2 separate regions of the Mus musculus genome follow, and region 2 is linked to region 1. A link is a contact called in public Hi-C data. All regions are on one chromosome and are shown on one strand. Each heading gives the region's core, a stretch centred on a gene start, on an enhancer-like site or on the middle of the called end of the contact. The rest is flanking DNA. Distances are from core to core; before and after follow the strand shown.

Region 1 (6,190 bases), core at 1,118-3,617:
TGAAACTGTCAACAAGCCCACATTAATCACTTCCTCCTCCTCCTCCTCCTCCTCCTTCTTCTCTTTAAAGATTTATTTATTATTTATTTATTTTATGTATGTGAGTACACTGTAGCTGTCTTCAGACACAACATATCCTACTACATATGTTTGTGAGCCACCCTGTGGTTGCTGGGAATTGTACTCAGGATCTCTGGAAGAGCAGTCAGTGCTCTTACCTGCTGAGCCATCTCTCCAGCACCTGCCCTTGCTTTTCCTGATTCATTTGGTATGAAACTTAACTGGGAAAACATGAATTGTCTCTGAGAGCCCGTTTAAAACTGCACTCGATCCTGCGGAACGTTCAAAGCTTCTCATTATGCATGTGTCCCTTTCTGGCTCCAGACTAGAAGCGTCTAATCTAAGCATCTGTGTTGATTATTACATTTAAACCTCCTGAAATTAGACACTACAGCTTCTTCATTTGTATGCCCCACAGATGCAAACACTGTTTAATTACCGGCTCCTGAACTAAAATGAAACGTACAGTTGGCTTAGCTCCAAGAGATTCAATAACGCCCCTCAGCTTGCCATGAAAGGCCTTTCTTGATCAAGCGCCTGCCTTTGTCCACAGTCTCGCCAGCTGTCACCACCTCCCTCCAGCTTCCATAAGTGTTTCCCTCTCGGCCCTATTGTTCATTTCTTGCCTTTGTGCATCTGTTTCCAGCAAAATCAGTTATCATTTTGACTGCGAGTGAACTCCTCACTATCTCCAAGCCACTGTTTCTCTCTTTTGTCCCTCCCACCCTCCCTTTTTGGTCTTTTAAATGGAATCAAAGTAGACAGCCAGTCTGTCCTGCTCATCACTGCTCGCCTGTATCTGGAAAACAATTTGTAACGGAATGGGAAGGGTCTTAAATCCAGTAGGAGCATTTGATTGTCTCTAGAGCACAGCAGGCAGTTCCTGAGGCAGGCAAGCATGGGAGAGAGGATAGCTTGGAACCCCAATTTGTTTCTGGTTATTCACATAGCCCCTCTTACAATGATGCTCTTGGCAGCCTTGTTCCTTCATTGGTAAGTCACACACACACACACACACACATACACACACACACACACACAACCAAAAATTCTCCAAACAATTTACCTGGCACCTCGGAACTCCCTTAACCTCCCCAGATTATATATACTTCTACCTCTAAATAATAATGTTTCTTCACCCCTAGTACCAATCACACCTACACAGTTTTTATTCAAGTATATTCCCAATGTATGGGGTATAAAGATTAGAAGGGTCAAGATGGCCTGAACTTGCTTGGGGTATAGGCACAATTAAGGGGAAACTATGTCCTCTAATAAGCTTTTAAGAAGAATCTCTTATTTACTCTCATATGCCTGTGCATGTGATTAAAGCCAGATGCATTATTGGAAGGGACGTGAGCAGTATTGAAATGATCGTATAACCTGATCTATCAATTGAAATAAAGGATCATTCACATTAGTAACCAGCGCCTCCTTTTTCTTGACCGGTGAAGAGACCCAGGCTGTAGCCTGAGGTACTTGGTACTTTTGCTCGCGTTGCCTGCTGTCATTCTGTAACTTTGCACTATAGCATTGCTTCAAATAAAACTATTTTGCTTTTGCATATTTGGATAAGAGGCCAAAAACCTGGAAGCATGCAACTTAGATCATAAGCACCGACAGCTTTGCTAAAAGATAAGAAGAAAGTTTTAAATGGGCGCTTTAGATTATCAGTCGCGTTACAGAGTGGGGAAAATACATCAGGAAAGGCAAGAAAGGATGAGAGAGAAGAGATGGCAGGACTTAGTGGCCCACTGAAGGTAGTGACTGAGAGGTTTGAGGAGAAGGAAACGCAGGTTCCCGGTTTCTGACTTCACTGTTTGGGGACAAACTGAAATATGGCATGGGGGTTGTATCTAATCTCCACATCACTCCAATTAGTCCGAAAGAATATCCTGCAGGGACCTTTCTTTTCGATCTTTGTATTACCAGCGTTCAAAGACGAGCAATTAATACGCTCAAGATATTAAACAGCAACTCTGAGCCAATAAGAGCTATAGCCGACTCGAGAAAGCGTACAGACATTTTTTTTTTTTTTTTTTTTTTGGTTTTGGTTTTGGGTTTTGGTTTTGCCTACTGTTGCAAGAAAAGGAGTTAGATCCACGAATCGCAGCTTCAGACCTGCTTTCGGTCCATTGTACAACTAGGAAGCTGACAATAAAGTTTATTTGAGCGTCGACGTGCACCGACGTGGCCCCGCCTCCTAAGCAGCAGCGATGATTGGCCAGCGCTTGCGGGCTGCGGGCGTTCCTAAGCCGCGATTGGCTCCGTCCGCCGTCCGTCGGAGCGTCGGTCACCGCCCCGCCCCTTCGCCGCGTCGCCGGTGCCTGCGCTGCCCGCCTCACCTCGCTTCTCCTGTCCCGGCGGAGGCCCGGGCGGCCAGCGCGAGCAGCGGGGACCATGTTCCGACGCAAGCTCACGGCCCTGGATTACCACAACCCCTCAGGCTTCAACTGCAAAGGTGGGTGGCGGCCGCGGGGTTCGGCGACGGCGCCTCCCCAGCCCGCCCGGACCCGGACCCAGACCCGGCAGCCGCTGCCCTGAGGCGCTCGGCAGGCTTCCCGGCCCCCGGGCGGCTCGGCGGGCACCTGCGGGGTAGGGGAGGGGACCGGGGATGCCCTTCGGGGCGCGCAGAAAGTTCGTGGCCGGCTGCCAGGGAAGTGGAACCGTTCAGAAAAAAAGATATTCCAGTCCTGCGGGCCAGTGGGAAACTGAGAGTGAGGCGGGGACCAGGGCCTCATTCCGCTGTGCAGGACGCACCGGTAGAAGCGGGGTGGCAGCGTTTGGTCTCCAGAAGCATATCAGGGTCAGTCCTGGTTTTTACTTGGCTTTTACTTGGCTCAAGATTGCTGGGTGGCGGTAGAGCCGAAATTGGGGGTTGAGACCTCAGTTTTCTGACGAGTAAAATGAGGATCTTTCCTGAGGGTTTTGGGTTTTGGTGTTTGGAGGGGTTGGATCTAAGGAAGCAGGTGCGTCCCGGTAACTGTACACTGTCCCCTAGCTTTCAGTTTTTAATATTTGTATTCAGGGTGCTTTAATCGTTTATTTCTAGTTTATTTTATTCTATTGGCTTGCTTCAAAGTTTTTACCTGCCCAATGCCCCTTAAACTCTAAAGGAACCAGAGTTCTAATAAAACATAGGAAACACTGTGCCCTGCATGTTTAATTCATTCAATACTCAAAACATCCCCACGAAGTAAGTCCCGTTTTCCTCATCTTGTATCTGAAGAATCTGAAGCTTAGAAAGTGTATCCGGTTTTCTGAGGCTCATCCAGAATTTGAGTCTATTGCAGTGAGCCAGGTATCTATGGCTCTGCAGTCTGAACTTTGAGCTCTTGCTGACTTCCCTCGGGGTCAGTTAATGTAGTGTTTGCAGGTTAGAAAGCCACCAAGGATCACAAAGGCTTTTAGTGACTTGATATATGATGTTTCGTTGCAGATGAAACAGAATTTAGAAACTTTATCGTTTGGCTTGAAGACCAGAAAATCAGACACTACAAGATTGAAGACAGAGGTAACTTGAGAAACATCCACAGCAGTGACTGGCCCAAGTTCTTTGAAAAGGTAATGAATCAGGAAGTAGAAGGAAGCACAGAGAACTTTTGTAAACGTTGTATGTTGAGTTGAAAATTCCTATGTTCTTTTAAGATATAATAGTGATCAGTGTGAGTAAAGCTAACTCCATGGATTCAAACTCTGTTGTTTTGATTTTTAAAGCAAATTATATTATCTCCAACCGAGCTGTCAGTATTTGGATTAAACATCATTTTCTAAATGTCACGGCATTCCTTAATAGGATTGTCTACATAATTTGTATGTATGTATGTATGTGTGTGTATGTGTTTATATGTATGTCGGGTATCCGCAGAGGCCAGAAGAGCACAGCACGTCTCTTGGAGCTTTAGTTACATTAGATACGAAAATGCAGCAATATACTTTTGAGTCCTTGTCTTAGTTACATTTCTATTCTGTGAAGAGATACCATGGCTAAAGCAGCTTCTAACAGAGAGCATTTACCCTGAGATTTCCCTACAGTTTCAGAGGGTGAATCAATGACCATCATGTGTGGAGTGTGGCACCAGGCAGGCAGAGCACCGGAGCCATAGCTGAGAACTCGCATCCTTATCTTCAAGGAGGACTCAGAGAGCTCACTGGGAATTGTGGGAAGGGAAAAGATGTGGGGTGGGCATGGCTTTTGAAACCTCGAAGCTCACCGTCAGTGACACACCTCCACCAGCAAGGCCACACCTCCTAATCCTTCCCAAACAGTTCCACCCACTGTGAACCAAACATTCAAATCTATGAGCCATGGGGGCCATTCTCATTCAAACTAGCACATACTCATTAAGAGCATCATTTCCATGCCTGAAACTTGAAACTGTCATGTTTATTCTTGTAGGTGAGGTACAGATGCCCCCTAAAAGCGCTCTGTGGATGATCTTGTGACTAGAATTGTTTCACATTGATTTATTTTAATTTTAGTAATATTCTTTCAGGAGTAATTGTTTCCAAACTCTATAAAAAAAAACCACATTATGTCATTACAGTGTCATCAACAAATGGGAATGACAGTGGCAGCTGTCTCTGTTCTGTTTGTATGTGTGTGTGTGTTTGTGTTTTGGTTTTTTGAGACAGGGTTTTTCTGTGTAGTCCTGGCTGTCCTGGCGCTCACTCTGTAGACCAGGCTGGCCTTGAACTCAGAAATCTGCCTGCCTCTGCCTCCGGAGTGCTGGGATTAAAGGCATGTGCCACCACCACTGCAGCTGTCTCTGTTCTTGTTCACAAGCCACATACCTGATAGGCCTCTCCCATAAATGTTTACCCATACCAAGGCCTAATGCTTCTTGCCACTGCAACTACTTGTAGTGGTTTATCTTTATTTACCCTTAAACTTTTTTTTCAGTTTTCAGTGGGCTTTTAAAGATCTTAAAATATAGTGCTAGTGTTTTCTGTTGGTTCACTTGTAAATGAAAAAGTATGCAGAGATTAGAGACACTTGCTTGTTTAAAAGATCCTGACAGATAGTAAAATAATCATAAATCGGGCTGGTGAGTTGGCTCAGCGGTTAAGAGTGCCGACTGCTCTTCCAAAGGTCCTGAGTTCAAATCCCAGCAACCACATGGTGGCTCACAGCCATCCATAACGAAATCTGATGCCCTCTTCTGGAGTGTCTGAAGACAGCTACAGTGTACTTACATAAAATAAATAAATATTTTTAAAAAATCATAAGTCACCCAAATACTATTAGAAATGTTGTTTAAGGTATCTTAGGAAACATCTATTTGGTAATTAATATAGATTTTAAGTTATTAACTTGCATTCAGTACTCACAAAGTGGCTTTTGATCGTGGCCAAATCTAATGAATGAGACTTGTTTGTTTCATTAAAGGAATAAAATTTTTGGTTAGAAAATGAATTTTTACTAAAACATATTAATTTATAAATTATCCCTGAAGTTTTCACTGAAAGGTTTTTTGTTAGGGTCAACTTTCAGCTCCCGAGAGACTGAAGGATCAGCTTATTTGCCTAAAGGACTTGGCTGTAGCTGACACACAAGTTCCATGGCTTGCTCTGTTATGCATTTGTATATGACATTTGCATATGAATGATAAAATTCCAGTAATTAATTGAATTGTCCTTCTTTTAAAAGTTGCACTTTTTATCTAATTGCCCTGTGCATTGGGACCTGGAGTCAAAGCTAAGGTTCTGGTCCCAGATCTAAGTGGTATGGCCAGTGTTAAGTATCAGATTTTTGTAGGTTGTAGTTTCGTTGTCTAAATGAGATTATTCTTGTATCTTGTCCTACCTGGGATCTCCAGTTACAAATATTTTAAAAAGGATTATTTTATTGTTTTCTTCTAAGCATTTTTTTTTCTGACCTGTATAATGACATCAAAGGTTTAATAATGATCGATGTGGTGGCGCACACTGAGATCCTGGCACCAGGAAGGTGGAGGGGAGAGAATCAGGAGTTCCAGGCCAGTCCTGGATATCTGGGATTCAAGGCAGGCCTGGAAGAAATTCTTAAAGCTCCAAACTGAGGCCTCTGTCGGTCTGCTGTTCTGTGTTCTGTGGCTCTATGATAATGAAATAGATTTTTTTTCCCCCTCTTTCCCTTCACAGTATCTCA
Region 2 (6,268 bases), core at 28-2,527, 4.7 Mb before region 1:
AACCACCGGGATTTTCTGAGCTGGCCCCACTCCAGCCATATAAGTCCCTAAAACCTAGCAAGGCTTTGCTGCTGGGAGCTGTCTTCTACTGTTCTTAGTGGTGGCCTGGCAGTTGGTTTTGTTTTGTTTTGTTTTGTTTTGTTTTTGAGACAGGGTTTCTCTGTGTAGCCCTGGCTGTCCTGGAACTCACTCTGTAGACCAGGCTGGCCTCGAACTCAGAAATCCACCTGCCTCTGCCTCCCGAGTGCTGGAATTAAAGGCGTGCGCCACCACGCCCGGCTTCTGGCAGTTTTTAATAGACCGTTCTTTCTCTCCTTGGAGAGCTGAAGGGTTGGGTGGGTTTTTGTTGCATCTATTTACAAAACACACAATTCAAAACGAACCATACATATATATTACATATGCTGTGTAAGAATAAGCGTGTTTATATGTGTTTGTATATATGTTTGTACACAAGTATGTAAATAGATATGTAAATTTACTTATTTATACCAGGTGGGATGTAACTGAGCACTGAGAGTATGGAGACAGGATGGCAAATTCAGTACCCGTCGGGACTATATATGGAGAGCCTTTCTCAGGAAACAACAACAACAACAACAACACACACACACACACACACACACACACACACGCGCGCGCCGGTCCTTGTTTGATTTTTTTTTCTATTTGATGTAACTTTTTGACCTTGAGATTTAAAAAAAAAAAAACAAAACTGCGGGGCGTGGTGGCGCATGCCTTTAATCCCAGCACTCGGGAGGCAGAGGCAGGCAGATTTCTGAGTTTGAGGCCAGCCTGGTCTACAGAGCGAGTTCCAGGACAGCCAGGGCTGCACAGAGAAACCCTGCCTTGAAAAACAAAAAAACAAAAAAACAAAAAAACAAAAAACAAAAAACAAAAAACAAAAAAAAAAAACAAACAAAAAAAGCGGTCCATCCGTCTCTTCTGCTGTTTTTTTGTTTTTGTTTTTGTTTTTGAGACAGGGTTTCTCTGTGTAGCCCTGGCTGTCCTGGAACTCGCTCTGTAGACCAGGCTGGCCTCGAGCTCAGAAATCCGCCTGCCTCTGCCTCCCAAGTGCCGGGATTAAAGGCGTGCGCCACCACGCCCGGCCTCTTCTGCTGTTTTGAGAAACCCACCTGAAAAAGCCATTTTCCCCCACTGATCTGCGCGGCCTAGGTGCATTTTCGTGAAGGAGCCGCTAGATGGCGATCTAGAAGGAGGGCTCAAAGCAGCGTCTGCCAAGCCTCTCTTCATAAAGTCCGGCGGCGGAAGAGGAAGCGGCACGTGCGGCGCTCTACGGTGGCCGGGGAGGCTGCTGCAGCTTCCTTACTCCTAAATACCTAAGCACCCCGGGAAGGTGCGGCGACAGTGGTTTTTGTAGTCGCAGCTCCGAGAAGGGCGTCCGGCCAGCCGGCACCATGGTGAAGGAGCAGTTCCGCGAGACGGATGTGGCTAAGAAAATGTAAGGACGCCCCCGAAGGGGTGGGGGTGAGGTGGAGGCTGAGGTCCCGGGTCCCAGAGTGTCCCAGGAGAGGGACAGTTGTTAAGGGAGCGAAGAAAAAAGTTCCAGGATGGGATTTCAGATCCTGGGGTGGGGGGTGGGGGATCCGTGAGGTATAGCGGGGAAAGTGCAATGGACGGAACAGTGTCAGAACGGGCATTCTGGGCGAAGATGCCACCTCCTGAATCCCTGCGCTGATTACTCTCAGCGGACCTCTTCCTCTGGCACGAGGACACAGTTGTGTGCTGACTCAAGGTTGTCAGCTAGAAAGTGGCAGGCTCAGAAACCAAGCTGCTCTTCTGGGCTCTCTGTTTCAAAGCTTAATTATTAAGCCCTGGTTGTTTGATTTTTTTTTTTTTTGGCGGGGGGGGGGGAGGCTAAGGCGGATCTTTTTGCTTCTTCAACTTACATAAGAGAATGTACTGAGGACAGTGTTGTGCACTAAAGGTCCCGCAGAATGCAGTCTTTCTGCTTGGTCTGTTGTAGAGTAGACAAATCAGCCATGATTGTGGCAAATGCAACGACCAGCAGAGAGGAGACTGAGAGCACCAAGTAATGAATAAGTCTGGGCTCGGTGCAGACCAGGCTCCTTTTAAAACACGTACTGGAGGGACAAGGTAGACTGATAGACGTGAAGCAGGGGACTTACACTATGTGAGTCTTGCAAGGCGTGTCAGACTTTTGGAGTGTTTGGCCAGGACAGAGTTTGAGGCCATGGCAGGGATCTAGACTGGCAATGATGGTGACTTGAGCTGGGTCCAGGGCTCTGAGGTGGATGTGGGGACTTTGGAGAGAAGTGAACTTAAAGGGGCATAGGGCATAAAATGGAAGAGAGAAGCAGAGACAGAGGTAAGAAAAATGAGACTGGAGGAACTCTGTGTTACTGTTCACTGGGACAGGTGTCACCTGGGTGACCTCCGACTGTTCTCAGTCCACCATCTCAGTCCTTCACACGCACCCTATTCACATGAAAGGATCCTCACACAGCAGCCCAGGGATGCAGAGCCACAAGCCAATAGTTATGCCACTCAGGCCAAGGCAGGCAGTCAGGAGTTTGAAGCTAGCCCAAGCTACAGAGCAAGACCCTTCATTTCAGATGCAAACTAGATCTCTGTCACCTGGATCTTCCAGCAGCTCTTGGTAATGCTGACACTTGATTCCCTCCTAAATCCCAAGCCCTGGCCCCTGCAGGCCTTACTGGGCTCATCTTGTACCCTTAGCTGTCTGTGCCGCTTGCCTGTGATTCTCTGGTGATGCCCAGTGCCTGTGGGCCAAGGAATCTTTACCTTCTGCTTCCTATCTTCATTCTCCTATTTGCTCTGTCTGACTTAGAATTCAGCTGGAAGATCACCTTTGCAGAGAGGTGTTCTGACCAGACCCTGGTGTCCCATCAGACTGTACCATCATCCCATGTTATTTTAATTCTCTCTATCTTTTATGAACAGTTAGTGCTCCTACCCCAACTCCAAACAGATAAAGTCTTTTATTCAAAGCAGCACAGTATCTCTAGATGAACTCTTTGTCCATGTAAGTTGTTACTTGCTTGTGTTTCTTAGAAAATGGCAAAGGGGAGGAAGCCTGCACACGTTTGATCTAGATGTAACTTTTCAGATATTCTGAGTTGGAGATGCCCATGCCCAGTCAACTAGAGGTGGCTGACGTAAAGAGATTTCGAAGACGTCTATATATACAAACAAAGGGCATCCCTGGGAGGATTGTGCAATGAAGAGGAGGAAGGGTGGCACCCAGAATGGTGGGGGGGGGGGGTGTCCAATATGCAAATGATAGCAGTGGAAGAAGATACCTCAAAAGACCCAAAAGGACTAAATGAAGACAGTAAAGGAGAGTATAGGCCGGGTGGTGGTGGAGCACGCCTTTAATTCCAGCACTTGGGAGGCAGAGGCAGGCGGATTTCTGAGTTCGAGGCCAGCCTAGACTATAGGCTACACAGAGAAACCCTGCCTCAACCCTCCTCCTCCCCCCAAAAAGGAGAATATACTGAGAGGAGAGGGGCACTGAAGGTGTAGGGAACCTGAAAGCAGAGATAAGGAAGCAAGTCCAGACTGAGAAAGATAGGTTCATCACTAGCTTGCCCACCAAGGGAGTGACCTTGAGAGCAATAACGTCTCATGAGGGAAAATTGAAACTCTTTCCCGTAGGATAAAGGGTTGAAGACCCAGTTACTAAACTCTGTCTGGGTCTGGTGGAACGAGCCTGTCCAGGAGTCAGAGGGCAGGGTGGTTTTGGTTGTGTCCATGTGTGCCTAGATCCATGGGCTTTGATACCTTTCTCTGGTTTGTTCCCACTGCAGAAGCCATATCTGTTTTGGAATGAAGTCCCCTGAGGAGATGCGCCAGCAGGCACATATCCAGGTTGTCAGTAAGAACCTGTACAGCCAAGACAACAACCACGCCCCCTTGTTGTATGGAGTGCTTGACCATAGAATGGTAAGGCCCTGTCCCTCCCAGTGTTCCACAGTTGACACGTGAAATCGTTGGTCCCAGCTGGCTGTGAGTTAGGAAGATTGGGCCCCTTTCTTGTGCTCTCCACCAATGGCTGGGTGTTCTTTCCTCCAAAGGGTACGAGCGAAAAAGATCGTCCTTGTGAGACCTGTGGGAAGAACTTGGCGGACTGTCTCGGCCACTATGGCTACATTGATCTCGAGCTACCGTGCTTTCATGTCGGGTACTTCAGGGCTGTCATTGGTATCTTACAGGTGAGCGAGGGGTCAGGGACACTGGAGGGAACCCAGGAACTGTGGCTGAGGAGGGGTATATCCAGAAGTTTCTATACTGTGCCCATAGTATTGCAATCTTGCATTATGTTAAATTCCTTACAGATTCTCTAATGTTCTGTTTCCCTTGAGAAAGCAATAGCTGCAGAAGAGATGGCTTACTGGGTAAGGCGTTTGGTGCTAGTCTGAGCACCTGAGTCACTTGCCAGGTCCCGCGCTGTTGAAGGAGAGAGCTGACTCCTAATGTCCTCTGATCTTCACACATAAGCTGTAGCTCACACTGAAATAAATACATGTTAAAAGAAAAAAAAAATCTGCCCAACTGAAAGTGGTAGTTTATTCATCGCAAGCCGTGCTAAGCTAGGCGTAACATATACTGGAACCTTAGCACTCAAGAAGCAGACAAGGAGAATCTCAGGTCCAAGACCAGCTCAGGCTGTGCAATGAAACCTGTCTTAAGGTTTTAAAAATCCAGATTCCAACTGTTAAAAACTATAGGACTGGTGATGTGCACGTGTAATCACAGGGCTAGAGAGGCAGAGGCAGGAAGATTGCGAAACTGAGGCTAGCTTGAGACGTGAGTTCAAGATCAGCCTGAACTAAATAACAAAAAAAGATGGTAGGGTAGCTAGAGTTCATTGATATGCATGCCTAGCATGCCTAAGACCCGAGGTTCAATCAAACACTGTACAAAAATAATAACAGTTCCAACACAGAAGACACAAAGAAGAATACAGCAACAAAATCCTGCCATCTGGCCTTGAGCACCGACAACATCCTGGGAACACGGGCTGCCATGATGAGTAGATCTTAGTTTGTGATAATCCATTCCATGTACACAACAAAGCAGAGACATTTAGTAGTAGTGTTTATTTATTTTGTGTGTGTATATATGTCTGTGTGTGTATATGTATATATATTTGTGGGGGGAGCCACTCAATGGGGGTCAGAGGATAACTCGCAGGAGTCAGTTTTCTCCTTCTACCTTGTGGCTCCCAGGAATTGGACTTAGGTCATCAGGTTTGGCAGCAAGCACCTCACCCAGTGATCTATCTCAGTAGCTCCAGAGGTGACATTTTAAAGAGGAAGGATTTTTTTTTAGCCTCTTATCTTTGTCTCCATTCTGCTTAACCTTTGAAAGATGATCTGCAAAACCTGCTGCCACATTATGCTGTCCCAGGAAGAGAAGCAGCAGTTTCTAGATTTTCTGAAGAGGCCTGGCCTAACCTACCTGCAGAAGCGAGGCCTGAAGAAGAAGATCTCAGATAAATGCCGGAAGAAAAGCACTTGTCACTACTGTGGTGCCTTTAATGGTGAGGGGGATGCCTAGAGGCTCAGCCATGGCCCTTCTGTTCACTCTTTGTTTCGTGGATTGATTTTGTAAGATGGTTTTAAATCAGCTGTTTGCCTGTGAATTAGGATTATGGGCCCCGAAGCTGGTGTGTTCCTAGAAAATGTTCCTCTCCTTTTGATTGACGTAGCAGTTTTGTTAGACTATAACCTTTGGACAGCATAGCTGAGAACCTGACTTTTTAAATCCTTTGTAAATTAATTCAATCTTGTAGGTACCGTAAAGAAATGTGGTTTACTGAAGATAATTCATGAAAAATACAAGACAAACAAAAAAGTCGTGGATCCCATTGTATCAAACTTCCTGCAGTCCTTTGAGACAGCCATTGAGCATAACAAAGAGGTTGAACCCCTGCTGGGAAGGGCCCAGGTAAGCTGGAAATGTATGCTGACCCTTGCTCTACATCTCTAGAACATCATACTGGGGCCCACACATGCACACAGATGCACTCATACACATCCTTGCCTTCCTCCGGTCTCCACCCCTAGTATGCCCACATTCTTTAAAAAGAAACGAGGGTTTTATTTTGTCTCTCCCCATGGAACCTCCCAGGACTGTGATAGGTAGATATCTGGCATAAAGTTTTATTTGAATTGGCTTTGTAACTCCACTTGGTTGGTTGTGATTTCCCTTTAGTGTTTTCCTTTCCTAGTGGGGTTGGGGAGTAGTCAGGGTCTCAGGG

Evidence for each region. Hi-C and Micro-C count contacts between places; a contact is called where the count stands out from the background.
Region 2: a Hi-C map of CD4 T cells shows a contact between it and region 1, with 5 times the contacts expected there. The contact joins the promoter of Polr3a here to the promoter of Rtraf in region 1.

What each region holds. Positions count from the first base shown.
Region 1 is chr14:19,820,000-19,826,189 of GRCm38.p6, reverse strand. It overlaps Rtraf (RNA transcription, translation and transport factor), which reads left to right and starts at 2,367. Exons shown (of 8, transcript NM_026528.3): 1 at 2,367-2,521; 2 at 3,500-3,624; 3 at 6,184-6,190. The coding sequence starts at 2,461.
Region 2 is chr14:24,482,067-24,488,334 of GRCm38.p6, reverse strand. Polr3a (polymerase (RNA) III (DNA directed) polypeptide A) reads left to right here and starts at 1,277. Exons shown (of 31, transcript NM_001081247.2): 1 at 1,277-1,462; 2 at 3,813-3,948; 3 at 4,080-4,217; 4 at 5,377-5,548; 5 at 5,801-5,955. The coding sequence starts at 1,419.